Regions from separate parts of the Mus musculus genome. Here region 1 is linked to region 2. A link is a contact called in public HiChIP or PLAC-seq data. All regions are on one chromosome and are shown on one strand. Each heading gives the region's core, a stretch centred on a gene start, on an enhancer-like site or on the middle of the called end of the contact. The rest is flanking DNA. Distances are from core to core; before and after follow the strand shown. Region 1 has its middle 42 kb from the start of Gm33404. Region 2 holds the start of Pogk (pogo transposable element with KRAB domain).

The links. HiChIP or PLAC-seq counts read pairs in DNA pulled down with a chosen protein or histone mark.
Region 1: an H3K4me3 HiChIP or PLAC-seq map of bone marrow-derived macrophages shows a contact between it and region 2, with 4 times the contacts expected there. The contact joins the enhancer-like site here to the promoter of Pogk in region 2. A contact is called at or near these places in 3 of 39 promoter capture datasets (embryonic stem cells, hematopoietic stem and progenitor cells and hippocampal neurons), 1 of 484 Hi-C or Micro-C datasets (granulocyte-monocyte progenitors), 2 of 115 datasets of contacts at active chromatin or transcription factors (both in bone marrow-derived macrophages) and 1 of 9 other capture datasets (embryonic stem cells).

Annotation. Positions count from the first base shown.
Region 1 is chr1:166,809,957-166,815,895 of GRCm38.p6, reverse strand. No RefSeq gene overlaps it. Among named protein-coding and RNA genes, the nearest start is that of Gm33404, 42 kb to the left of the region's middle. Within about 2 kb of position 2,620, at least 27 of the 459 cell types and tissues checked have an H3K27ac peak or open chromatin away from gene starts, as enhancers often do. A contact at or near this core is called in bone marrow-derived macrophages and granulocyte-monocyte progenitors, where this site is marked.
Region 2 is chr1:166,406,620-166,412,470 of GRCm38.p6, reverse strand. Pogk (pogo transposable element with KRAB domain) reads left to right here and starts at 2,643. Exons shown (of 6, transcript NM_175170.4): 1 at 2,643-2,764; 2 at 3,140-3,473; 3 at 3,939-4,072. The coding sequence starts at 3,455.

The DNA.
Region 1 (5,939 bases), core at 1,371-3,870, 400 kb before region 2:
ACAGGCTCAGGTAGGCTTTCTTGTTCTCAATTTGTACTAAAAGAAACAAGATCCAGAATGCTAAGACCAGCTAGGAGTCTGAACTAGGACCTTTGACTAGAAGATAAGGGTTCTTTCCATCACATTATAGATATCTCTAGATGTCTCCTCCCAACTCTCTGGCTGTACCATATACATTCGAATAAACTGTCTGTCTTGATTATTCTAGGAATGAGGACATGGCAGTAATTTATGTTTCATTTTAGGGAACTGCCAAATATTTTACAAAGTCACTATAACATCTGACATTCCCACAAGAAATGAGGGAGGGATCTGGTTAACAGCTGTCACTCTCTTTTATACTGCTACAATGTATATGATGAGACCTTGGTGAAAAATGACAACTAGGTATAGCTTTAGTCTCAGCTTTCCTGTAATGAAGAAAGCTGAGAATGTTCAAAACGTGGTCCTCATCCAGCAGTATAAGCCACCACCTGGAGGCTTGATAGCAATCTACAAGTTCAGGTCTTGCCTCAGACCTACAGTTGTCAGAATCTGCCCCAGACCCAGAGGTGATTAACTACACTCTAAGATCCTGCTCTTGGCAATTCCCTATGATTTTGTGGTCTAGAATCTCTCCATCTCGGGGATCCAAGCATGGGCTTCCCTCGTCCTTCTCCCTCAGATTACCTGGAGCACCTATGAAATTTCTCTAAAACAGGCTTCAGGATTATTTTGGTCCATGGAGTGAGAGGTTGGTACCACTTGAAAGGGTCCTTTTGGAATTAACTATGAATAGCCAGGGAGAAGGATAAAGTTTGAAGCGTCCTGTTGGATGGTCAATACATTGCTTCTTGCTAGGAGACTTGTTCTTAGCTTTGTGCTGACAGAGCAGGATATTCTGTTCTGGGGGCCTCTGGTACCTCAGAAGGATGGAATCCCAGGCTGCTGTGTGACAGTTTCTAGCTAGTCTAACTCAAATCCCCTGTGGAGGACATCACCTTCACCTGACTTTGCATCTCTGCGACCGTGTTTGGTGCCTGATCGTTTGTGAATTCCAAAGGCTGCTGTGGCATTAGTCAACTTGATAGCTTATGTATTTTGTTTTAAAAATTGCTATTCATATTTTGCTTATAGAATGGGAGATGTTTCAGATTGTAAAAACAGAGATTATTTCTCAATGGAAGAGCAACAGAAAAGTTGTAAGTTAGTACAATTAGTTATATTTTCCTAAACCTTTTGTAGCATTAGGTATTTCTTTATTCCCACACTTTTACATTATTTTAAATATGTCTGTAAGTTTTCCTAGTTGAAAAAGAAGAGTATTTGTGTGGAAGGGGTGTCAAGAGAGCACTAGGCAGGTAAGAGCACTTGCCTCTCTTGTGGAGAGCCAGACTTCTCTTCCTCACACCCACTCTGGGCAACTCACAGTCACGTCTAACTCCAGCTCAGTGGATCCAACACCCACTTCTGGCCTCACTGGGCACCTGTATAGATATGGCAGACACACACTCATGAAAATAAATTTAAAAATTAATACTAAAAAGAGTGTAAGAGCCAGAGAGGATGGAGAACATGAGGAGAAAGAGTCAGCTGAGGAAAGCTCACATGAACTCACAGAGACTGAAGCAGCAAGCACGGGGCCAACCTGGGTCTGCACCAGGGCCTCTGTGCTTATATCATGGCTTCTAGTTTAGTATTTTTATGGGACTCCTGAATGTGTAAACAAGTGCCTGCTCTTGGGGTGAGAATGAGAGACCTTGTCCAACTTCAGTGTGATGGTTTTTTGTTTTAATAGTTATAATATTAAATACTAATGTTATTAAATATTATTAATACTTAGAATAAGTTTAGTTACAATATCTTATTCTGTCCTGTTTGAGCGTTGTCTCTTAAAAGCTTGTTATCTTTCAAAAATTTTTTTTATTCTTTTCTCATACATTCCATCCCAACCATACTTTGCTCTCCCTCTGCTCCTCCCAGTTGGGTCCTCCCCACTTCCCCTCCCCTTCAGATCCCCTCCTCCTCCACTTCCATTCAGAAAAGAGCAGGCCTCCTAGGGATACCAAGTGAATATAGCATGTGTAACAAGAGACAGTGGGGGATAGTCTTGAACTCAGGTACCAGTGACGACTTCCTGAACAGAACACCAACAGAGCAGGCACTAAGATCAACAACTTAATAAACAGGATCTCATGAAACTGAAACGCTGCTGTACAGCAAAGGACACCATCAATGGGACAAAACGGAAGCCTGCTCTTGACTATTGAGGAGCAGAAAGGGACTGGATCTGGAGGGCTGCGGAGCTGGGAACAAACCGGGAGATGTAGAGGGAGGGGAAACTGTAGCCAGGAATCTATTTTTAATAAAACTGGGGGGAGGGAGGAAGAATACTCTTAAAAAAAGAGGGAGGATTTTTATTTTTGAGAAAATCTGGGAAATTCAGATAAGTTTATGGGGTAAAAAACCAAAAACCCTAAACTCTAACACTTTACATTTTCTTTTGTCTTTTTTCCACTTTTTCTTTCTTTTTCTTTTTGGGTGTCCTTGCTTCTCTTTGCAGCTTACAGTAGGGAGGCTTATTTGAAGATGTCGCATTTCATCATGACAAGACAGACTCACAGTTCAATGAGATGAGTCAGCTAAAGCAGCAGGAAAAAAGACACAAATAGACAGTGTTGGGCCCTCCCCAGAGTGTGTGCAGCTTGCCTCTCACTGAGACCACAGGGTACCCTGAATCCCACAGGATCCCGCACGGACCTGTGGTGCCTGCAGCTCAGCTGACACAGCTGCCGGGCGTGGCTGGCCATGTATGCTGTGACCATCCTGCTGACCAGAAGGACAGCGCACCCTCAGGCTCAGTCTGTTTCCTTAGCCTACCATGTATATGACGCACAGTCTCCCTTCCAGCATATGGGCAAATGCAAGGAACTTGATCATCAGTGGCAGGCAACCCTGGGCTCTAATATCTCTAACTCACTCAGTTGGTAGCTTTATGCGCAGGATTGTTATAGCACTCATGTTCTCTGGGTCTTAGCTTTCTTAGCCGTAGAGCAGGGCTACTAAAACCTACTCTGTAGGGTAGATATAGATATAAGGACTGGAGATTATAGGTGATCATTACCTGCAGATTAACAGGCCCTTGATAAGTTATTGATAAAACTGCCATCGTCCTTTTAGTCATCACCTCTGCGTGCTTCTGTCAAGCCAGCTTTGAGCTTTAGCTCTATCACTCATCTAAGTGAATGCCTTCTGGAATCCCAGCACTAGTTGCACAATTCCACCTATGCTCTAAGATTCCAAATATATATTCATATTCTCTCTCTTTCTCCTCATACTTTCTTGCCACTGGTAAAAAGATTCAAGGGAAGACTCAAACCCGGACTCTGTCCTCTGGGAGTCTTTGATCTCACTGGGGAGACAAGACATAGACAGAAGATGCTATTAGAGAGGAAGAAGAGCGAGCGAGCGAGGGCACTCAAATGTGCTGAACATCATAGTCTACGTCTCTTCCTGCTTCTGAATTCTGTTCTTGCTTCATTAAACAGTGCTGCCAGACTGCTGACTCACGATCCAACTCTGGACCCACAAGACAATGCTATTTCTCTGCTGTAGAGGTAGCCAAGTCAGATCCCTCTGTTGTGTATAATATACTTACGCCCCTGACTATCTTCCATAGCACTTGTCTCTATTCCAGATCTCTCTAGTGCCACATGGTTACTTTCTACACTGGCCTCCTTGTAGCTAATGTGATATCTAACATGGCTTTCTCCCAGAGACAGCTAAGATAAAGCTATCTAACCACCCATCCTTATCTGCAGTGTCTGGTACGTTACACTTCTCTCTCTACTTGAATCCATACCCCTAGTGTCCTGGGAGTAATGGGAGGGGGAAACAGGTAGATGAATCATCCCTTCTTTGCTCAAGCCTTTAGTTTGCTTTCAAGGGCAAAGAAGCTCAGTGAGAATTTGGATGTGTCGTGATCTGACAACAGGCGTTAGTTATGATGTGACCTTACCAACAAGCAGTGTGCTCACGAGTGAGCAGCTACAAGACAGGGCACACAGCACAGCGTTCTCTCCCATATTAGACAGGCATGTCTATGGAACTGTGAATCTCTCCTGAAAAATGATAGTAGGGCCGTCATCTTCAGAGTCCTCATCTCATAATGGGCTATGGCATAGACCCATTAGACCAGAGGGAGAGGCTGCTAGGCAAGAAAGAATGTGTTTAGCAGGAAAACAGTTTGATTTCCTGGTTGTGCTAGGAGCAGAAGGACAGCTGGATGGCTGGACAGCTGCAGCCAATGAAATCAAGCCCCCCCTGAGGCAATGGCATGTGGTGGAAGTTTCAGGAGCTGTTCTGACTCCTGAAGCAGAGGAAAGGTGAGCAGTCTTCAGAGGTGGAACGGAGAAGGCACAGGAAGCGACATTCGCCTGGGGCGTATGCACAAGACCATCTCAGTGTCACATGGTGCAGATAAGAGAACTGGCTTAGAGGCCAGATGACAGGGAGAGGACTGAGAAAAGAAGCCTGGTTTCCTGTGGATTCTGCCATTGCCCCTTGTACTGAAATGTTCTGTATCTGCTGAGACTCTCAGCTGTGGGCTAGCTAGCTAAGGTTACTTGAGAAGGAAGTTTGCTCAGGGGTACCTGGGATGCACATATTTAAGTTCATTTAGGTGGTTTTATGGTGGTGGGTAAGTATCAAACACATCTAGGTTACTATTACTGCATCTTGAACCTAGTAGATATCCACTAATAGTTATTTGAAACTTTAAAAGAAAACTTACTGAACACATAACAAAACTAAAACTCTCATCATCCTTCTCGATTAGTATTTCTTGATGAAGGTGGAAGTGACAGAGTCTACTTTGTAGGTGGATTTACTTAATGATAGACAGTTCTAGCCAGGACCTGCGTTGACTGAGCCAGATAGAAAGCTTCCTCTATGAGTGGATGGCATGGCTGGAAGAAGGAATGATTGCTGAAGCCAACCCAGGGAGCTTAACAGACTGCCAATTTGTGACAGAGTTCTTTCTTTCTTTCTTTCTTTCTTTCTTTCTTTCTTTCTTTCTTTTTCTTCTTCTTCTTCTTTTTCTTCTTCTTCTTCTTCTTCTTCTTCTTCTTCTTCTTCTTCTTCTTCTTCTTCTTCTTCTTCTTCTTCTTCTCCTTCTCCTTCTCCTTCTCCTTCTCCTTCTCCTCCTCCTCCTCCTCCTCCTCCTCCTCCTCCTCCTCCTTCTCCTCCTTCTCCTCCTTCTCCTCCTTCTCCTTCTCCCCCCTTCTCCTCCTCCTCCTCCCCCCTCCTTTGTTTGCTTGCTTTTTAAGCCGTGGAAGGAAGTGATCACACTAAGGAGCTTGGGTCCTGGAGTGAGTCACCATTCCACCATTTGTCTTCCTCACAGACCCATGGATAGTGCCACAGTCAAATACTCTAGCCCCATCTAAGACAGCTGTGATCAGAGAGCTACTCTGATGGAAAACGCCGAGCTCGTAAGAAAGCTCAAATGCTGCTCTCCTAATAATTGACATCTTGTTTAGTAGTAGTTTGGCTTCCAAAGCTGTGTTAGTGACCCATGGGGCACTGTGAACACTGGTCAAGTATGGTTTCATTGCTTCACAGTTATGTCTTATCTCCTAAAATTCCCAAATGCTTTTGAACAAGCTCATCACAGCCATGCAAGAATCTTCCGAGGCCGGGCCGTGGTGGCGCACGCCTTTAATCCCAGCACTTGGGAGGCAGAGGCAGGCAGAGCTCTGAGTTCGAGGCCAGCCTGGTCTACAAAGTGAGTTCCAGGACAGCATGGGCTATACAGAGAAATCCTGGGGAAAAAAAAAAAGAGTCTTCTGAGAAGATACTGATAAAGAGTTCCACATTAAAGAAGTGACAGGGAGTCTTGCTGGAATCTGATTTCAGTTGAGGTCTTAGGCAGCCATACTGTGGGTTAGAAAAATTTGGTA
Region 2 (5,851 bases), core at 1,394-3,893:
CAGACTCTGGGAGCCAAATGAGAAGTGCCTTTATACCCCCAACCCTGTCCCCTTGGTCCCTCATAGTTGGCACCAGCTGATTGGTTGCCCTGGTCACATGCTCTGTCTTTGTGTGTCTCAGTGTGTCAGGCAGGTTCCAGGGTTAGTGAATGGGGAAAACACTTGCTGAGCATGCTTGGGCCATTGTGGACTGCTCATCAGAACACACTGATTTACTCCTCCTACATACTGACCCCTTTCAGTTTAGAAGTTGGCAGCTCAGTAGGAGCCAAAGTCCTGTGCTCTGACCTTGTTATCCCACCTCAAGGGGGGGGGGGGGGGGTGACCAACATAGAAAACCGTGCCTGTCTTAGGTTGCCCTGGTTATTGGGATCTTACCTGTCACTGACTACAGGCTCTGGAAGGTCTGCCTCCCTGGACAGCATACCCTGGTGGGGTGGGGTGGTCTATTGGAAAGCCTTTCATGTCTCTGAGAACCATGCTGATATAACCTCCCAGCACTGATATAACCACAAGGAGATTCACAACCATCTGTTCCTCCAGCTTCAGGAGATCCAATGCCATCTTCAGACCTCCATGGGCACATAAAGTACTTATATGCATGGTGCTGGTTGGCTTTTGTCAATTAAACATGAACTTAGACCTATCTGGGAGGAAAGAATGTCAATTGAGGAATTGCCTTCTTCAGATTGTTCTTGATTAATGACTGATGTGGGAGGGCCTAGCCTACTGGGTGGTATCATCCTGGCAGGTGGTCCCGAGTGACATGAGAAAGTAAGCTGAGCAAGCTACAGGGAACAAGTCAGCAAGCAGCACTTCTTTGTGGTCTCTGCTTCAGTTCCTGCCTCTGGGTTCCTGCCTTGAGCTCCTGCCCTGATTTACCTTCATGAGGAACTACAACTGTTAAACTGAAATAAACCCTTTCCTCTCCAAGTTGTTTTTGGTCATGGTGTTGTATCACAGCACTCCAGGGCAAACAATGACATACACACAAACAAACACTCATCCACATAAATCTTTCTGAAAAAAAAATTAAAGATCAAAATGGGTCACTGACTAGCCTCTTATATACATACGTGTGTGTGTGTGTGTGTGTGTGTGTGTGTGTATGACTCTCAAAGACTAAAACTTAGCATTGCTTTTTTTCTTACTTCGGAACACATGTTCACCTTTGAGAGAAGGTGTCAACAATGGCCCAGCACCCTCTGCTCTCTTCCTGACAACCTTCTCACTTTTGCAATGGAAACTGCCATTTCCCTCAGCAAAGTTAAAAATGAGAATATCAATTAATTTAAGCCACCATTCCTGATTCTTAAAAAAATAAATAAATATATACATCAAAAGAGCTATCCATTAAAACAACAAAGGAATCCTAACCTTCTCTTTCAATATATCAATAATCTCTGTGCAGTGATTAAGCCATCATTGCTCTTTGCTCTTGTCAGCCATAACAACATTTCAAGAGTGAGTCTTCTGTGTCGTACTATATGTATTAAAAAGCACAGCTCATCTATGCCTTGGCATTTGTGCTTACACACACATTAGTGAACAGAAGCAATAAGTTTAAAGTAAAATGTTTAACAACAGCTTCTCCTGGGGGCTGTAAAGGCAGCTCGGGTGTTAAGTGCACTGCTCTTGAAGAGGATCAGAGCTTAGTTTCCAGCACCCCGATCAGGCAGCTCACAGCTACCTGTAACTCCAACACAGTGGTATCCCATGACTCTAGCCTTCAGGCATAAGCACATACCCATGCACATATTACTTAAAATAATATTTTGATTTTTAAAAACGATTCTTTTCTTAACCACAGGCTCTTGAACCCTCTCCTGAGCTGCCTCTGCTGCCGTGCTCCCCACCCCCACCTCTGCTTGCCCAGCCTTATTTAAGCAAGAATCCTAAGTCAGTTTAGCACATTTGTTATCTGATCACCCTGGTCTGCTTTCAACCAGAATCCAGTTTAGTGGGTTTAGCAAGAATCCCTCAATCTTTGATAATTCCTCTTAGTAATTATCCACACTCTTGACATCCACACCCCTTCCTCTCCTTGGCTATAAATCACCAACCCCCAAGTTGAACTCAATCTTTTAGTATTTTCAATAAGTATGAAGTGTGTGTGTGTGTGTGTGTGTGTGTGTGTGTGTGTGTGTGTGTGTGTGTGGTGTTTGTTTAAACAAGGTCCAAACAGATCTCCGACTGTAGAATCTTTTTCTGAAATAAGAAGATTTTCGAGGTCTCCTGGAACATGGTTGCTATATTCTCCACAGAGCTGTGGGCAAACAACTCGAAAAAACTTCTTCACACCTACTACGCCCAGGAAACTACATGCTTGGGAGTTAAAGGGCAATACTACAAAAATCTTCAAGTTCGCTTCTTGGTATGCTTGGATCAGCGTTCTGGACAGAACAAGAACGATGAGCCCGGTCACCCCTCCGCGCACAGAGCATTTCTGGATGCCTGAGCGGAAAGGCTGCGGTGTTCCTCCGAGCAAATGCCCACCTCGGCGGCCGCAAGTGAGCCAGCCACCGGGCTAACGCGGCTCGAAGCACCGAGGTCGCCGGAAGCGCCGCCGAGACCTGCTGACGTCACCGCCCCTAGCCCGCCCCTAACACCCTGGGCTCCGCCCACCCCTCCCCTCCCACCACGTGTCCTCGCTCCCTCCCGAGGGGCCGCGCTGGGGCGGCGGGAGCGGTGGAGACGATGGCGCGGTGAATGCCGGGCCACAGCCTTCGTCGCCCTTTGCGGCGACGCCGCCCGCTCGGCCGGGGTGAGTGCGCGCGGGCTGCGGGATCCGGGCGGCTCGTCCTCGAGGCCGGCGGAGGAGGCTGGGCCACGGTGGGGCGGGGGCCGCCGGTGGCAGTGTCGCCTCCGCCGCCGCCTTTGTTGCGGGCCGGCCGGGGAGGTAGGCGGCGTGGGCTGTCGCCGCCCCGCAGGTGGACCGAGGACCTTAGTGGTGGGCGGGGGTGGCGGGAGAGGGTTGGACAAGATGGCTGGAGCGGGCAAGGGCGGCGGCGAGCACCTTCGTGCCGGCCCCTCCCACCACCCGCCCCGCAGCTGGGCACAGGCCGCGGCCAAGTTCAGGTCCCGGGACTCCTGTGACCTCACGAGTGTTCCTACCTCCCCATGCCTCCACCCACCCCAGAAACATTGAAGAAGCTGACTCTGAACTCCGGGAAGATCCTTGCTTGGGAAGTCCCGGGAAATGGAGCTCACAGATGCACACTCTCTGCATACCCAGCAGCTGCCCGCAGTCTCTTCTGGGGAACCTCTTTGTACCAGCCTGAGGAGGCTTCGAATAGAGAGGATTTGCGACCCAGAGGCGAGGAGAAGTCCAGCCAGGTTTGGGTTGGCCTCTGCCACCCAGGCACGCCCCTCTCTGCATCATGGACTTGGCTTTGGGAGGTCCTTTGAGGCAGAAAAACTGTTAAGTTTCTGAAGTAGCTTGTGGACAGCGCCTATGAATCTGGAAAACCCAGGTGATAACTATTTTGGGCTAACTATTTAAATTTCCTATCTAGGCTGAGATACTTTGATGTGGTAGCAAATCAGCACCGCCCTCCTCTGGTCCTGATTCCGTGCTCAAACAGTCCTGGCAGTGGGAACTTCTGCCCATCACTGAGCTGTTTGAAACCTCTTCCCGGGATATTTACCCACTGTTCTAAGTTCTGCCCTTCTGCACAGAGGCTCTGTGAAAACTACTCTGGTCTCCGTGCCACAGGGGGCTCTTTAAATATTTGAAGTTAGCCAGATAAATTATCTGCCCTCAGCCTCTGTAATAATTAAATAAGCCAGCCACCTTTCTGAACCCCTTCCTTCCAGCTGGAAGCAGACAGTGCTTTGACCTAAACAGGTTTGTGTGTGTGTGTGTGTGTGTGCCTGAGCCGCCCTCTCACAGACTAGTTCCCACTGACACCTGATTGTCTGCTAACTCTTGAATGCAGAAATGGAGTCCCGGGCCTACCCTCTGAATTTGACCCTGAAAGAAGAGCAAAAGGAGGAAGAGGTTGAGATCCAAGAGTTGGAGGATGGCCCCATAGATATGCAGAAAGTACAAATCTGCTCAGAAGGCGCATGGGTAAGTAAAGTGTGAGCAGTCCAGCCTGAGAGCCAGGCTTGCTTTGGGGGTCTTCCTCCCGGAGCAGACATGGAAGTAAGAATAGCCCAGTCTCCTGTGTTTACATTCCTGAGAAAACAGCCTGGTGGCTTCAGAAGACAAATAATGGAGGAGGTGGTTAGAGGACAGGACTTCCGGCAGCAAGGCTGATTACAGGTCTCAGAAACTTGTCACTCTTTCAGTACCTGTTTCCCCTGTGCCTGACAATAGCACCATACGTATTACAGGCACCAAATTCATGGAAGACTTGGGTCATAGAGCTGGCATGAGAGGTGTATGTCTCCTAGGTGTGAGTGGAAGTGCCAGGCTCCACAGATTACACAGGTACAGGTGCAACCGTATTTAACACACACATTTATTTACAGTGTTACTAGAGACATGGAAATTGAATATGAACAATAAATTGGCATTGCTTAGTTTTTCGTTGTCTATAAACATTTATCAGTAGCATCAGTACAAAATATCCTTGGTGTCCCATGAGCGGGAAGCCCTTCATCATAGAACACAGAGCTGTAGGCAAAGAACCAGAAAGACCCTTCTTCCAAATTATCTGGTCCACTCCTCCTACAGAAGGGAACTTCAGGTACCCAAGAGTTGTCTGCTTTACTCTGAAAATCCTTACATATTGGCTTCCTGAGCTGCAGCCCCGCCAGTGGAGCATCTTTCTGAGTTAGGTTTCATAGTGGCATCATAAATAATTGCGGGACTCTGGGCTCACTGGTCTGGAGCGGTTGCATTTATCTGTTCATGTTCTTTGTGCACTATGTTCTCAGTTCTGACTCAGGCAGGAGTCAGTCCTGTCTAGCTTGAAGGAAGACCTCAAAGCGGTAGAAACCCTGGATTCTGAGGCTAAATTGAGCGACCCAGTGTGTCTAAATGGGCTGGGGAAGTACGGAGAAGCATTAACAGTAGACATCTTGATTGTGCTGAGCAAGTGAGAAGAGCCAAGGGAAGAGCATGTCTTGCCCAGCAAAGAAAGAAACGAGCAGAGTGCCTGGAGGAGGGAGCCTGGCAGCTGGAGGGGTAGGCCTAAGATGTGGGCATTTGTTACCTCTGGGAAGTCTACCATGTACCTATAGTTACTGCACAGGGTTAAGACAAGATCCCTGCCTTCATGCTGCCCCCTGTCTCATGAGGGGGCTCATGACTCTCAAGACAGCAAAAGATGCCTAACAGGACTGTGGAGGTCAACTCAGGATGTTCTCACAGGCAAAATCATGCCTGACAGTATTCTTCCTGGAGAAGGGCTGGTCTTAAGCAGTGGACAGTTGTGCCCTCCCTACTCTAGAGCGTTTAGCAGTATACGGAGACAACTATTTTAGTTGTTGTGACCCACGGTGGAGGTTGAGATGTGGAGTCCTCCTGGCATCTTCGATTTCAGCCAAGGATCTCCAAGGAGCTACAGTGCAGATGAAGGTACCCTGCCTGTATAATAAGGAATTGAGTAGTCTGAAATGTCAATAGCATGTGCTTGAAACAGATCTACTAGCACATTAAATTAGGACAATGAAAAATAGAATATGTGTTTTAAATGCATATTTTGATAATAAATAGGTAGTAAAGACTACTCACACATAGGCTCTGTTCTATGCTGGAGTTGGAGTAGAAATACAGTTTCCGGCAGACAAGAGCAATCCACTTTGAGTTGAGCCTTGTAATGAGTGGGATGAGCAAAGGGAAAGGAGAGTTAGCACTCCAGTCAAGAGAACAGCATGATTAAAGGCATGGTAGAGGGAGGGA